Regions from separate parts of the Gossypium hirsutum genome. Here all the other regions are linked to region 3. A link is a contact called in public Hi-C data. All regions are on one chromosome and are shown on one strand. The core of a region is the stretch at or near the end of the contact, and the rest is flanking DNA. Distances in the headings are between cores, read along the strand shown.

Region 1 (3,923 bases), core at 57-2,556, 140 kb after region 3:
TGGTGGTATTCCCTGAAGGAAGCAAAAGGTCTCAGCTTCAAGACCATTTAAGTGAGGGATCGCAGAAAGTAACTTTCCAATGTTTAGCTAAACAAATTGGCACCTAAATGTTTAATATATTAAGTTCTGCAAAAGCCACTTTATCACCTATACTAACAACAAAGAGAGCTAAAGTTTCTAATTCACTTCTCTCAAGACCCCACTCTCGGAACCATTTCCAGGTCAGTCACTCTGTTCACCGGCATTATTGACTACAATAAGAGATAGACTTTATAATTAATCTGTCCCAGAGCTCTACTCTACCGGAACCATAACTAGGTTGTAGCTCTCTAGTCTCTACGTAAACCAAGTACAAATTAACAGCAACTCAGTCATCCTTATTTAAAGTAAAATTATGCAGTTTGTTATCAATGAAAGTTAAACTGTCCACGCTTAGTTCTTCAAAACTATGATTAGGTTTTATATCCCAATTCAATATTTTACTGCTAAAAAAAAACGGAGCAGAAAAATCAATAACAAAAGAGCCAAACTTTCCACTTCATCCCTAAACTTTTATATATAAATACAGCCCATTTTCAACATTTCAGTAAAATTCTAAAAATCCAAGAATAAAAGCAATAAAGAAAATGAATTATGAAGTGAATTGAGATTTACCTTGACTTTGGAAAGATTAGGCAAAGAGAAGATGAGAGTAGAAAGAGGAGCAGCTATCAAAGTCAACACTAAAGACCCAACAAACAATTCAGGCAAATTAGATAATCCCAATGAAATTGCCCCTTCATCCCTCAATGGCAGCACCACAAAATAAGCACTCAAAATCTGGGGGGGAAAACAAAACAAACACACAAAAAAGCCCAATTCAAAATTAAGACAATTTAATTAAAATTAAAATGAATTATGGAATGAGTTAATATTATTAACTTACAAAGAAGAAACATGAAGAAGAATGGAGCAAAGCAGAGATCTCGTGAGGATGCACTGTTACGAAAATGGAGATGAATGCATCTAAACGCCGCCGACTAATTAATTCTATCATTTATTTATTTATGTGTGTATATATTGGTTGGGTTATTCAGTTGAAAATGGAGAATTGAATCAAAGAAAGAAGCTTGATTTCAACATCAATGGAGACATATACAGATGATCTCAAAGCAGAGACCTTCTTCGTTTTTTAACGTTAATTAAACAATTTCATCAGATCCCCATTGGTGTTGATTATTTAGCTTTTTGCCTCAGTATAATTTACTATTATAAAATGTGCTCCTTAATTTTCACATTCTTTAAAACAAGACTAATTTGTAAGGTCAACGACCACCGCACTTTGCACGGGATATTTTATAAAGTTATTTATCATATTATACATTTTTTGACACTCGTAAATATTAAATTTTATGCAAGTGTTGAATAGAATGTACAAAATGTATGTGTGTCAAAGTCTTTCTAACACGATTTTCACTAAGTATCGTGTACTTTGTTGTTAAAAACACAAATTTGAGTTGGGGTAACAACTCGACTCCTATAAGTGTTGGGTTCAAACAATTTTTTGACTCATTAAAGTCAATACTCATGATGTTGACTTCATTTTATCTCAAGTTAGTCGAACCTCTTCCCCTTTCTTATAAATTTTACAATTTTCCAAAAAAAAAAAAGTCATTTTGAAATAACTCCCCCAGAAATTCTTTTGAACATCTACAAACCTTAAACCATTCCAACTACTTACAAAGTTTCTATAACTCACTTAAATCACTTTTTTTTCCATAATTCATGAATCAGTACTATGAAAATTGTCATCAATTTTTGTACCCAATATTATGTTATTATTGTGCTTAACAAATGCTAATAGTAAATTTCTTAAAGTAGTCCCTCAGGTTATGGACTTTAAATTGGATTGTGGTTATGATGTTGAGTTGCCAATAGTCCATATTTATCATGTATATTATTATATTGTATTACTATTGATTGGATTAGTGTTTTATTAGGATTGTATTAGATCTTCTATTGTAAACAAGTTTTGAAATCATGTTTATCTATTTGAGAGACTTGCATAGGAAAATGTACTAATTATTGGGCACTTAATCTATTATTATGAGAATATTTTTGTAAAAGTGATGTTTTTAAAGTAAAACTTATTAATGTGGTTTTAATTGCTATGAACACAAAGGGTATTCATAATAGTGAGAGTATTGTATCTTCAAAGTGCAAGAGTACGGTGTATGTGATTGAGTAGGTTGACTTTGTACTTGTTGAAGAGGTATATTTCTCGTTGAGCTAGGCTCCATGGACATAGGGAAATCGAACTGTGTAATCATATTCTTATGTTATGTGTGTTTTTTGTTTTTCCATTTAGTGCCTGGACAAGTATCCACCAACTTAGGCACCAATTTCATTGTGTTTTTTTTTCTTTTAGCGACACCCTTTCTGTTAACATTTGTAATGTTCAAATTTAATATTTGATAACTTCAAATGGGAAGATGGCAAATTGATTTATGACACAAATCCATTTAAATGGATACATGATTTCAACTAATGATAGAACTGTATTCCAATCTGAATCTCCTTTTAACATAACCTTTAAGAATTATGTTTCCTTGGAGAGAACAAAAAGGAGAATTTCGAAGAAAATCCATGATGGAACTACCAAATGGATATCCAATTTCAAGTATACATTTTTGAGGTCTAATAAAAGGGGAGTAAATACGTTGTGGTGGATCTCAACAATGATAAAACTGTTGATACTACGGTGTTTGGGCACCAAGAAAGTGTGGGCGTTGCAATGGAGTTGTTAGTGCAAGTCAAAGATATTCTCGATGCTAGGTACAAAATTTTGAATTATGCAAGCATTTCGCCTATCTCGGTGCCAATATATCATTTAGAAATTCCATCAATACTAGATATTTTAGGGTTCTTTTCCTAATTACTATATTTAGGAGTCCCGAAGAATCCTTCAATGTCGAATATTCCTAGTACATATCTTGAGAGCATACTCAGGAATCTATAATGTTATGTATTCATGAGTTGTATAACAAGATGTTGGTTATGTTAATAGGTGGCAATCTCTAATAAATGTAGTTTAAGATGAAGCTCAACCTACCTGATTTGATGTGTTCACGGAACCAGAATGTCGTGATGATGACATTGGTGACTTCACTAGAGTCAAAACTAAAGCATAAGTCTAAAAAGAACTCGATGTTGAAGTTGTAGGTGTTAATGGTCCCAAGTCGTAAAATGAACCAATAGTTTTTATCATCATCGTACATGAGTCGTCAAGTTATTATCGAAACACTGAATGGTAACATTCATAGGCATGAATTTTTTGTCTGATTGATAACAATGGTGAGCTTACAATTGGCCTAATTTTTCCATCAAATTATGTTGCAAATAGAAGAATCAAGGACTATAACATTAGATAATCGGTGGATTTCAAGGTCATGAAGTCTAGTACCAACATTTATGAGTGTAAATGCATTAAATACAACTAAAATTACATGTGGGTCATTTTGGTAGCCTAAATATAGAAGAAACATATATGAGAATTTTGCAAATATCTACCTTTCCACCAAAGTTGTAAGAAACAACGACCATATTGGTATGTGAAGTATTTTAACCACTTCAAAAAACTTGCTACATCTAGATGCGCTTTCACTTGGCCTTGCTTTTCATTCAGCATCAGACTTTGTACGTTTTGTTGAATTCAAAAATTTTGTTCCTCAACTTAGTAAGTAAATAAAAAAATTCATTCAAAATAATAAAAAAATTTAAATGTTGAATTAAATATTAATAATAAAAAAGTTAGCTTAAATAATAAGTTAATAAATTATTATATTCAGAGTTATTAAAGCGATATGATTCTCTTCATTCAAGAAAGCCATAGTATGGTTTAAAAATTTGAATCGAAGATAATAAAAAATAATGATTTGGATAGG
Region 2 (4,536 bases), core at 1,536-4,035, 160 kb after region 3:
AAATAATATAACATCATCCGTAAATAACAAGTGAGAGATCTAAGGACCACTTCTTGATGCTCGAATAGGGGACCAACTTTAATGCTCTACTGCTTTCAGGATCATGAGACTGAGACATTCCATATAAAGAAAGAAAATATATGGAGAAAGTGGGTCTCCTTGGTTTGATTATTTGTGATGGAGTGAAACCCAGAAGCTTGAATCTGCTTAGCAAAATAGAAGTTGTAGTTGTCAAGACACAACTCATAATCAATTTAATCCAACAAGATGGAAAAACAAAGAAGGTGAGAACTTTACGAATGAAGCTCCATTCAAGCTATAGGCTTTTCCAAATCTAGTTTGATGATCATTAACCCTTTCTTCCCTTTTCAACGATGCAGGGAATGAGAAATTTCTTGAAAAATCACTGCATCATCAGAAGAATGTCACCCAAAGATGAAACTACCTTTAAACAGGGATATGATTTTATTAAAAATGGGGGTGAATGCGAAACACAAGAATCTTTGTAATAATCTTATAAGCAATATTGCATAAGCTGATAAGACTGAATTGTGTAATCGAGGCAACTTCCCTTGACTTAGGGATGAGAGCAATCAAAGTTTCATTTAAGGCGCAGGGGATCGTGGAAGTCCGAAACACTTCCTTGATAAGAAGCATGACTTTTAAGTTTAAATGAGTTTAATTTGGAAAGAGTTAAAATTATAGTTTCATAACCAAGGGGACCAAATACCCGACTCGCCCTTAGCTTTGCTCTTAGGCCGGTGTTTCATCGTATATAAAGTGAAGCCTGTATGTACTCTTTCTAGATTTATTCTAATTCAAATTCCACCCTACATCAAATTTATTTTGATGCCTAATTCACCTTTGATTGGATATAATTGTAGTCATTCAAAATATATTTATTATAGGAGGAGAGGCACCCAACTATGATTTTTTTTTCTTTTTTGGTCACCTAACTATGAAAAGTTACAAAATGATCACTAAACTATTCAATTGTCTTTTTGTGTCACCAGTTGACTAACATAAAAACGGAAACACCCAAAAATCCAAAATAATTATGTGACTGAAAACCAAAATTAAATAGTAGAGTGACTATTTTATAATTTTTCATAATTTAGTGACAAAAAAAAAAAGAAAAACATAATTCAATGAGTACTAATAGAGTTTACCCTTTATTATAATTAACTTCTAAAAAGAACCCAATCAATAATTTGGGCTTAGAAAAATATTTTGCCATCCAAATTGTACTACACATTTAACAAAAATATTGTTTTTTTAATCTAAGTTAAGTTTTAAAAAACATGCAACAATATTTGAATATTGTGCAATTAATTTTTTTCTAAATGTTATATAAATATAAATAATTTTTAAATAGTGATCATTGCTTTTGAAAAGTGCTTTTGAAAAGTACTGTGGAAAAGTGCTTTTGAGAAGTACTTTTGAGAAGTGCTTTGGAAAAATTTAAGTGTTTGATATTACTGTCAAAAAGTGATTTTGAAAAGTAAAATGTCCATTTTAGACATGATATTATAAAGTAACAAATATGTATTTAAATAATGTTCAAATTAGTTAATATTATGATATTTTAGTAAAAATATAAAAAAATAATTTATTATAACTTATTGTTAATATTTTAATATATAATATTAATTTTAAATATTTCTAAGTAATTAATTTTAATTATTTATTAAATTTAATTAGAATATATAAATTATATTTAAATATTTAAATATAATAATTAAATATTTGTAATTAGATATTGACACAATTATATTATTTTAAAAAATATTTTTTATTTTTAATTAATACTTTTAACATATTTGTAAAACTCATATTAAATAACCAATAAAGAGAACACAAAATAATAGCATCAAACACATTTTAAGTCAAAAAGTAAGGTTAAAAAGGTAAAATAACAGCCAAAAATACTTTTTGACTGAAAAAGTTAAAATTTACTGCTTTTTCATCTCTAAAAAAGCTCATCCCAAAAGTTAAAAAAGTTGCCCTAATGATATGTGTTCTTCATTGCTTTTAAGAGAAAAACAATTTTTTTAAAAAAAATTCATCCCAAAAGCAATGGAGAACACACCCTAATACTGGGGAGTCGGTGGAATCGAGGTTGACTTTAGAAGAGGGAATTTGGCAGTGTTGGGTGGACGCAGCTTTGTTTGAGAATGTTAGGAGCTGAGGTATGAAGGACATTTTGCGTGGAGCCGATGGCGTATTTATTAAAGTTTTTGCCCAATCGAATATCAGGGTACCCTCCGAAGCTATGGCGTTGCTAGAAGGATTGAGATGGGTGATTCAGTCCCTCGGTTCTAGGGGAGTTGTTTACACCGATGCTAAGAAGAGAGCTGCAACGGTTTATTGTAATGATGAAGATTTTATCTGAGTTTGGGCGCATCGTGCTTAAATGCAATAGTGTGGTGGCAGCAGGGTTTAATGGATTTGATGTTAATTCAACAAGGAAGCTCATAAGCTTGCTAGGTTGTCAATTTCTTTTAATGTTACGCAGTATTGAGATGTTGTTACGGACGTTTTAGTTTCCTGATATTAATTAAGTTTTGCTATGTTTTATATTTAAAAAAAAAAACTATATCTTCACCTAACATAAACGTAAGCTATGTCGTCTATTCTCATAAATCTCACAACACCAATGTCTCATGACATTAATGTAAAACAAATAACATGCAATGTCTCGCTGGAAGACAGGGCTTGCAAAATAATTGCTATGAATTCCGAGTAGGTATTCATGCATAACCCAGCAACCATCCAATGATCGAAACATCAACCATCGAGCGAGAAGAATGTTAACTTTACCCAGGAGTCAGTTTGGATTGTATGTTTGCATCACGGCTGAAGCTCAATCTATCACAAAATAAGTAAATGAACATTACGATATGAACAAGCTAAACAATCAGGACTCAAAATAGTTCAGAAAATATTTTTTGCTTAATTTTCTGGATCACCAAATTCCAAATAAATGTACTAGAAACAAAATTCTTTGATATTAGATTGTGAGGGACAAGGAACGACAATTCAGTGAGTTAAAAAAAAAAACAATTGCATCTTACAAGGGCTCTTTTTTGTTCCAGCAGCAAGCAATGTTGACTGCTAGAACTACAATTGGAACCTTACAAAGGGTAACATGTGCGTCCACGTATCGTTTTTGTCTTTCATTTGATGCTAGCTTTAGGAATGGAAGATGTGCATGGCCCTGCTGAGGTCATAAATGGAATACCTTTAAATGTGGCCACACCCTTCTCATCAGTGAAAAGATTCTGCAGCACAGGGAAATTACTTGTTACATGCAAAACCCGAAGCAACATATTCCGGTCTCTATGCAAACACTAAAGGTGATAGAAACCATTCATTGGATCCAACCTCCAAATATGGAAATGCAATAGGCAAAACAATAGTTAAAAATATTTGCCATTTCCACAATCTACGAAAAAGCATCACCAAGAATCCAAACCAGGTAAAAGCATCTGCAAATTAGAAAATGAAACATACCGGTGTTATTTTCTCCAACTGCTTCTTCTTTGGATTTAGGACATCTTCTGGCTTTCCATCAATCCTGGATGAATAACAACCTTTTTCATGCTATACCAGGAGAAAACTTCAACTCAAATCAATAAACACCTATCTCAAAACCAGACTACTTGCAAAAGGGAAATAGGGAATATGTACAAAACAAGGAGTTGTAATTGGAACAGAGCCATCTACAGACTAACAGAAACCCAATGCCCCAACCAATAGCTAAACAAGGACTCATGAAAAACTAAGCTGGCTCAAGAATAAGGTTTATGAATTGCAAACTAAATTACATGCTATCTCAGATAATCTCACAAAAGAAGATATATTTGCGCAATATCTATTTGTATTTCTACAGAACTCAAAACATGCTTACCCTGAAAATGAAATGGGCTCGCCAGGTTTAGCACCTTCAGGGGGCAGTAATGGCTCTACCTTGGTATGATCTTCATTAGAAGCACAAAGCACCTGAAAACCGGAGATTGCAAACAAGAAAAACAATCAATACCATCGATTCAAATATATAAGCAAACAATCTAACTCCAGTTTTAGAAATGGAAACCACCAATTATTCTGCTGAAAGAAAAACATATATGCTATCTACCACAAATTTGAGATCACTTACAATTTAAATGGACTGAGTTTAAGGAAATTGTTACAGAGGAAAGTAACAGAATCAAAGAATCACATAAGCTTTGTATTGTAGTTCAGGTTTGCTACTAAGCAGAAACAGGAACAAATTAAGCAAGCAGGCAGAATATGTATGCAGAGAGAGTCGCAAAAAACAAAAGTCATGGACATTTTTCAGTTATCTCAGACATTGACAAGGATATAATTGTTCAGTGACTGCACATAAGCGCATGCACATAAAAATGTTCAATGGAAAAGGATAACATGTTGACTAAATGCCAAGAAGCATACCAGTCCCTCTGACATCACATCTCGTAGCTTTCCAGGTTTTACATTTGTAATCAGCACAACACGACGATTCTTCACAGGCCA
Region 3 (4,071 bases), core at 502-3,001:
AAAATAAATAGTTCATGGAACATACATATCAATTGGACCTGACCAGTCAGGAACTTCTGCTTGAAAACCCTTGCCAATTCGAACACTAGTTGTATAAGGCTCAGCATCTCTCAACATTAATTCTATTGGACTGACTTCCCATTTAGATGATACATCTCTTTCTTTGCCCATTCCACCAGTGATACTAGAAGACCTTCTTGCAAGAGTCTCCTTCAGCACTATTCGCTTCTGTTTCATACACGACATACAATACCACTCATCAACCGGTGGTTTCTTTATCTTCTGTCTGCAGCAACGTACATGAAATGCCTCTTCACAATTATCACAAATTAGCATCTTTTGTGCTGTTCCCAAACGGTCACAAATTTTGCATAACCTAGAACAACTACTACCCCCACTAGTACCAATTTCCTCAATAGCACGAGCCCTAGATGGCCCAACTTCCTCAACATTCTCTGGCTTCTGAAGTACAGGGAGGCACATACCTTTTTCATATAGATCTTCCCTTAAAACTTCAGCACCTATTACACTAGAGGAGGTGCACTCACCATTTTCATCCATCTCACGTTTTGTGGAAGCTAATAAAGTATCCATATTTGACTTCGATGATGAACAACTATCATTTATACTGTCCACATCTATGGTTTTCAGCATAACAGTTTTATGTACATCATCAGAACTACGGTCGTCCATGGCAGAACATCCATTAGCAGATTCATACTTTAAACCGTGAGGCTCTCTATTGCATGCAAGAGGCATCACGGTATCTCCAACAGCTACATTTCTATGTTCCCCATGAGAAAATTCATTTCGCTCCAATGTTGCCACTGAAAAAGCATCAGAGCTGACAACAGAAAGACAAGCCCCACTTCTCTTTGAAGTCACTGGGGCCTCCGCACAACAGTTGACAACAGAAGCAGAACCAATGCCGCTGCTGCCTTGCCGTTTCTTCCTCCTACTGAAAACAAAAGCAGGCACAGGAACTTCAGACAGAACACTCATCGATGAGTGTTGAGAACCAGATCTTGGCAAAGGAGGGCATGAATACTCAGCCTCTTTGCATCCACTCTGACAAGTATCATTCAATTTAGGAGATACCTGCCAATTTCCATTTCCAGGCATCCAGTCACATAAAGAATCTCGTTTCCCAAGTTCAGATACATAAACTAAGCCGGTTTCAATTGAACTAGATATTGAAGTCTCCATCAGCAATTCACCTGCTATAATTCAACAACAGGAATCTGAGTGTTTTCCCTAGCACTCCCAATTTACTTCCACTAATAAAAAAATTCACTCTTTATTCCAACTCAACCTTCCTAGTAACCAAATATTAGTTCTATTCAATTCCAACCATTTTTTTCACCAAATATACCCAATAGGAAGAAAGTAAGCACGAGACTTTGGCATACCCTTTTCAAGAAAAACAAATAAACTATAAAAGTTCATCTTCGTTTTGGCATTAACCAGCCTTGACCATCTTTTTCTTCAAAAGAAATACAACAAGGCATGTTGGGTTTTGCAGCTTGTAGCAAGTAACAAAAGAGTGAAGGAAATTCAAGGGCGCAAACCTGGCATAATTGTTGAAATATGAAAACGAAATCGTCGAGGCAGAATCTGAACTCTGAAGAGAACAATGGGGCGCAAACTGGTGGGAAATGGACGGTGGGCTCAAAGGTGTTTCCTCTACACACAATTCCCTTTGGGCCTTTGATTTTGAATTTTCCACGCTTTTGCCAAATTCAGCTTTTTGAAAAGTTCTAACCTTTTCTTTTTTTTTTATATTGAAAAGTTTAAGGGTAAACTACATCATCTATCCCTAAACTTTATTTAAAATTACATTTCGATCACTCAACTTTCAAAAGTTACATTTAATGTTATTAAATTGTTACATGCTTGTCACTTGGCAGTTAACTTCAGTTTAGAAAATAACACTACACTTTAATTCAAAGGATTAATAACTAATTTGATCCCTAAACTATAATTAAAAAAATATTTTTGATATTTTAAAATTTTTCTTAACAATTATTGTAAAAAAAATTTAAAAAGTCTTAAAAATAAATAAAATAATTCATATAAAAAATCAGTTGCCACATGGAAAAATAAAAAAATTTTCAGCTAATTTTTTTCATATCCAAAATCATCAAAAATCATAATTGTTGAACTTTTACAAAAAAAAAATTAAGTACTCATTCATTTTGATTATTTTTTTTATTTGCTTTGTTGTTTTATGCTTTCTTCATTTTCATCTTTCTTTACCTTTTTTTTTTTCTCTTTTTCATGTGGATCAGCATCAGCTCCGCTCTTTTCAAATCATTAAAAATAATATATATATTTATATATATGTGTGTGTGTTTTATTTACAACTGAAAGTAATCCTTGACTTGAAATTTGACAAAGGAAATAATGAGTTTGGAGAAGAAGAAAAGTACCTTATATTATAAATTTTAAAAATCCAAAATTACAAAATTGAAATAGTAACTAGAAAAGAAATTATGAATTTAGAAAAGAAGTAGGGTGTTGCGTAATATAAATTAAAAGAAAAAATCTCAAATTCCAAAAAATTGAAATTTACCAAAGAACCAAACAATATAATAGAATATTTTGCTCTTCTATCGCTCTCTTTTTTCTTAATTTTTTTTCTTTCTTTTTTTCATAATTATTAGGAAAATCTTACAAATAGGTCATTGTTGGTTGAAGTTTTTACGATTCTCAAGAATGAAAACAATGTTGCAAGCCCAAATTGTGTTCTTGAAAACTCGAATAGCAATAATCAATCTAATAGTGGAATCCAAATCTTGCATTGAGATATATTTTGTTAAGGATCTTAGGACTTTGAGAACAAAATAAAACAAAATAAAATTGGCAAATCAATTTCGGGGTTAAACAACGTGAAGTTGTTGACTTGATTGAAGGTGTTCATCAACGATGGAAAGCAAATGGAATTTAGTTTGAAAGTTTCTGTAAAAGTTCAAATGCTATGATTTTTGATGAGATTGGATATGAAAAATTAGATGCAATTTTTTTTTTGTTTTTTCATGTTGTAAATGATTTTTTATATGATTTATTTATTTATTTTAAATATTTAAAAAATTACAATTATTGTTAAAAAAATTTAATATCAAAATAATTTTTTAACTATAGCTCAAGGACTAATTTAGCTATTAACAATTTGAATTAAGGTACAACATTACTTTTTTTTTAATGAAAGTTAACAATGGGTGACAAAAATGTAACAATTTAATAATATTATTGACTATTGCATAACTTTTGAAAATTGAATGACCAAAATGTAATATTAATAAAGCTTAAGGACAACTAATGTAGTTTGCCCAAAATTTAAACTACGTTCAAAGACAAAGTGTTATTTGTACAAGTTTGAATATCAAACCGATATTTAAGAGGAAAGCTTAATTATGATCTCAAATAAGTCTTTTTATGGAGCTTGTGTAATGACTTATTAAACACCGATTTAATTAGGCACTAATTCTTTTGGGGGGAATCAATTGTGAAAAGACGGACGAGTCCGACAGCAAGACCTAACATTTTTCCATCATTTGATTATTACTAACTGTACTAACTGAATACTCTGCTAACTAAGTTGTTAATGTATTACAGGTGGGTTAAAGATAGGTTTAACAAAGCACTTGAAGCATCCTGAAGATCGGAAATTTGAGAAACAAGGTCAACGTCACGACACAGACAATTTTGTATCGCAACATCGTGGGCAGTAACAAAGAAGTTCAAAAATCAACCTGATATTGCGACATCATTAACCTGTCGCGATACAGAATACAGTTTCTCAAGAATTCTAAAACTACAGGGTGTGTCGCTGTAACACCCTATACCCGGCCTGGTCGCCAAGCCCAAATACAGGATGCCACACCACCGTCTCATGTCATATACTACGAGTGAAAGTCCAATCTAAAAGAACCGTCTTTCTTATTATCATTCGTATAGGTTTTAAGTCAATAATATTTGTTAGTTATCAAAGTTACATGCTAACCATTCCTCAAATAGTCGTATAATAATACTTAAACATGAGTAAGGTCCAGTTAATGAAATTTCCAAAAC

The links. A called contact is a pair of places that touch in the nucleus more often than the background predicts.
Region 1: a contact with region 3 is called in a Hi-C map of leaf, with 2.2 times the contacts expected there. The contact joins the promoter of LOC107916293 here to the promoter of LOC107896430 in region 3. A contact is called at or near these places in 4 of 34 Hi-C or Micro-C datasets (hypocotyl and leaf).
Region 2: a Hi-C map of seedling shows a contact between it and region 3, with 2.5 times the contacts expected there. The contact joins the enhancer-like site here to the promoter of LOC107896430 in region 3. A contact is called at or near these places in 2 of 34 Hi-C or Micro-C datasets (leaf and seedling).

Annotation. Positions count from the first base shown.
Region 1 is chrA10:104,094,815-104,098,737 of Gossypium_hirsutum_v2.1, reverse strand. LOC107916293 reads right to left here and starts at 1,306. Exons shown (of 13, transcript XM_016845481.2): 1 at 926-1,306; 2 at 655-819. The coding sequence starts at 1,036.
Region 2 is chrA10:104,069,555-104,074,090 of Gossypium_hirsutum_v2.1, reverse strand. It overlaps LOC107916292 (aminoacyl tRNA synthase complex-interacting multifunctional protein 1), which reads right to left. Exons shown (of 12, transcript XM_016845479.2): 9 at 4,456-4,524; 10 at 3,911-4,002; 11 at 3,514-3,577; 12 at 2,934-3,281. The coding sequence ends at 3,177. Among protein-coding and RNA genes, the nearest start is that of LOC107916292, 5.6 kb to the right of the region's middle. Within about 2 kb of position 2,785, at least 5 of the 9 cell types and tissues checked have an H3K27ac peak or open chromatin away from gene starts, as enhancers often do.
Region 3 is chrA10:104,230,335-104,234,405 of Gossypium_hirsutum_v2.1, reverse strand. It overlaps LOC107896430, which reads right to left and starts at 1,751. Exons shown (of 7, transcript XM_016821597.2): 1 at 1,569-1,751; 2 at 26-1,217. The coding sequence starts at 1,575.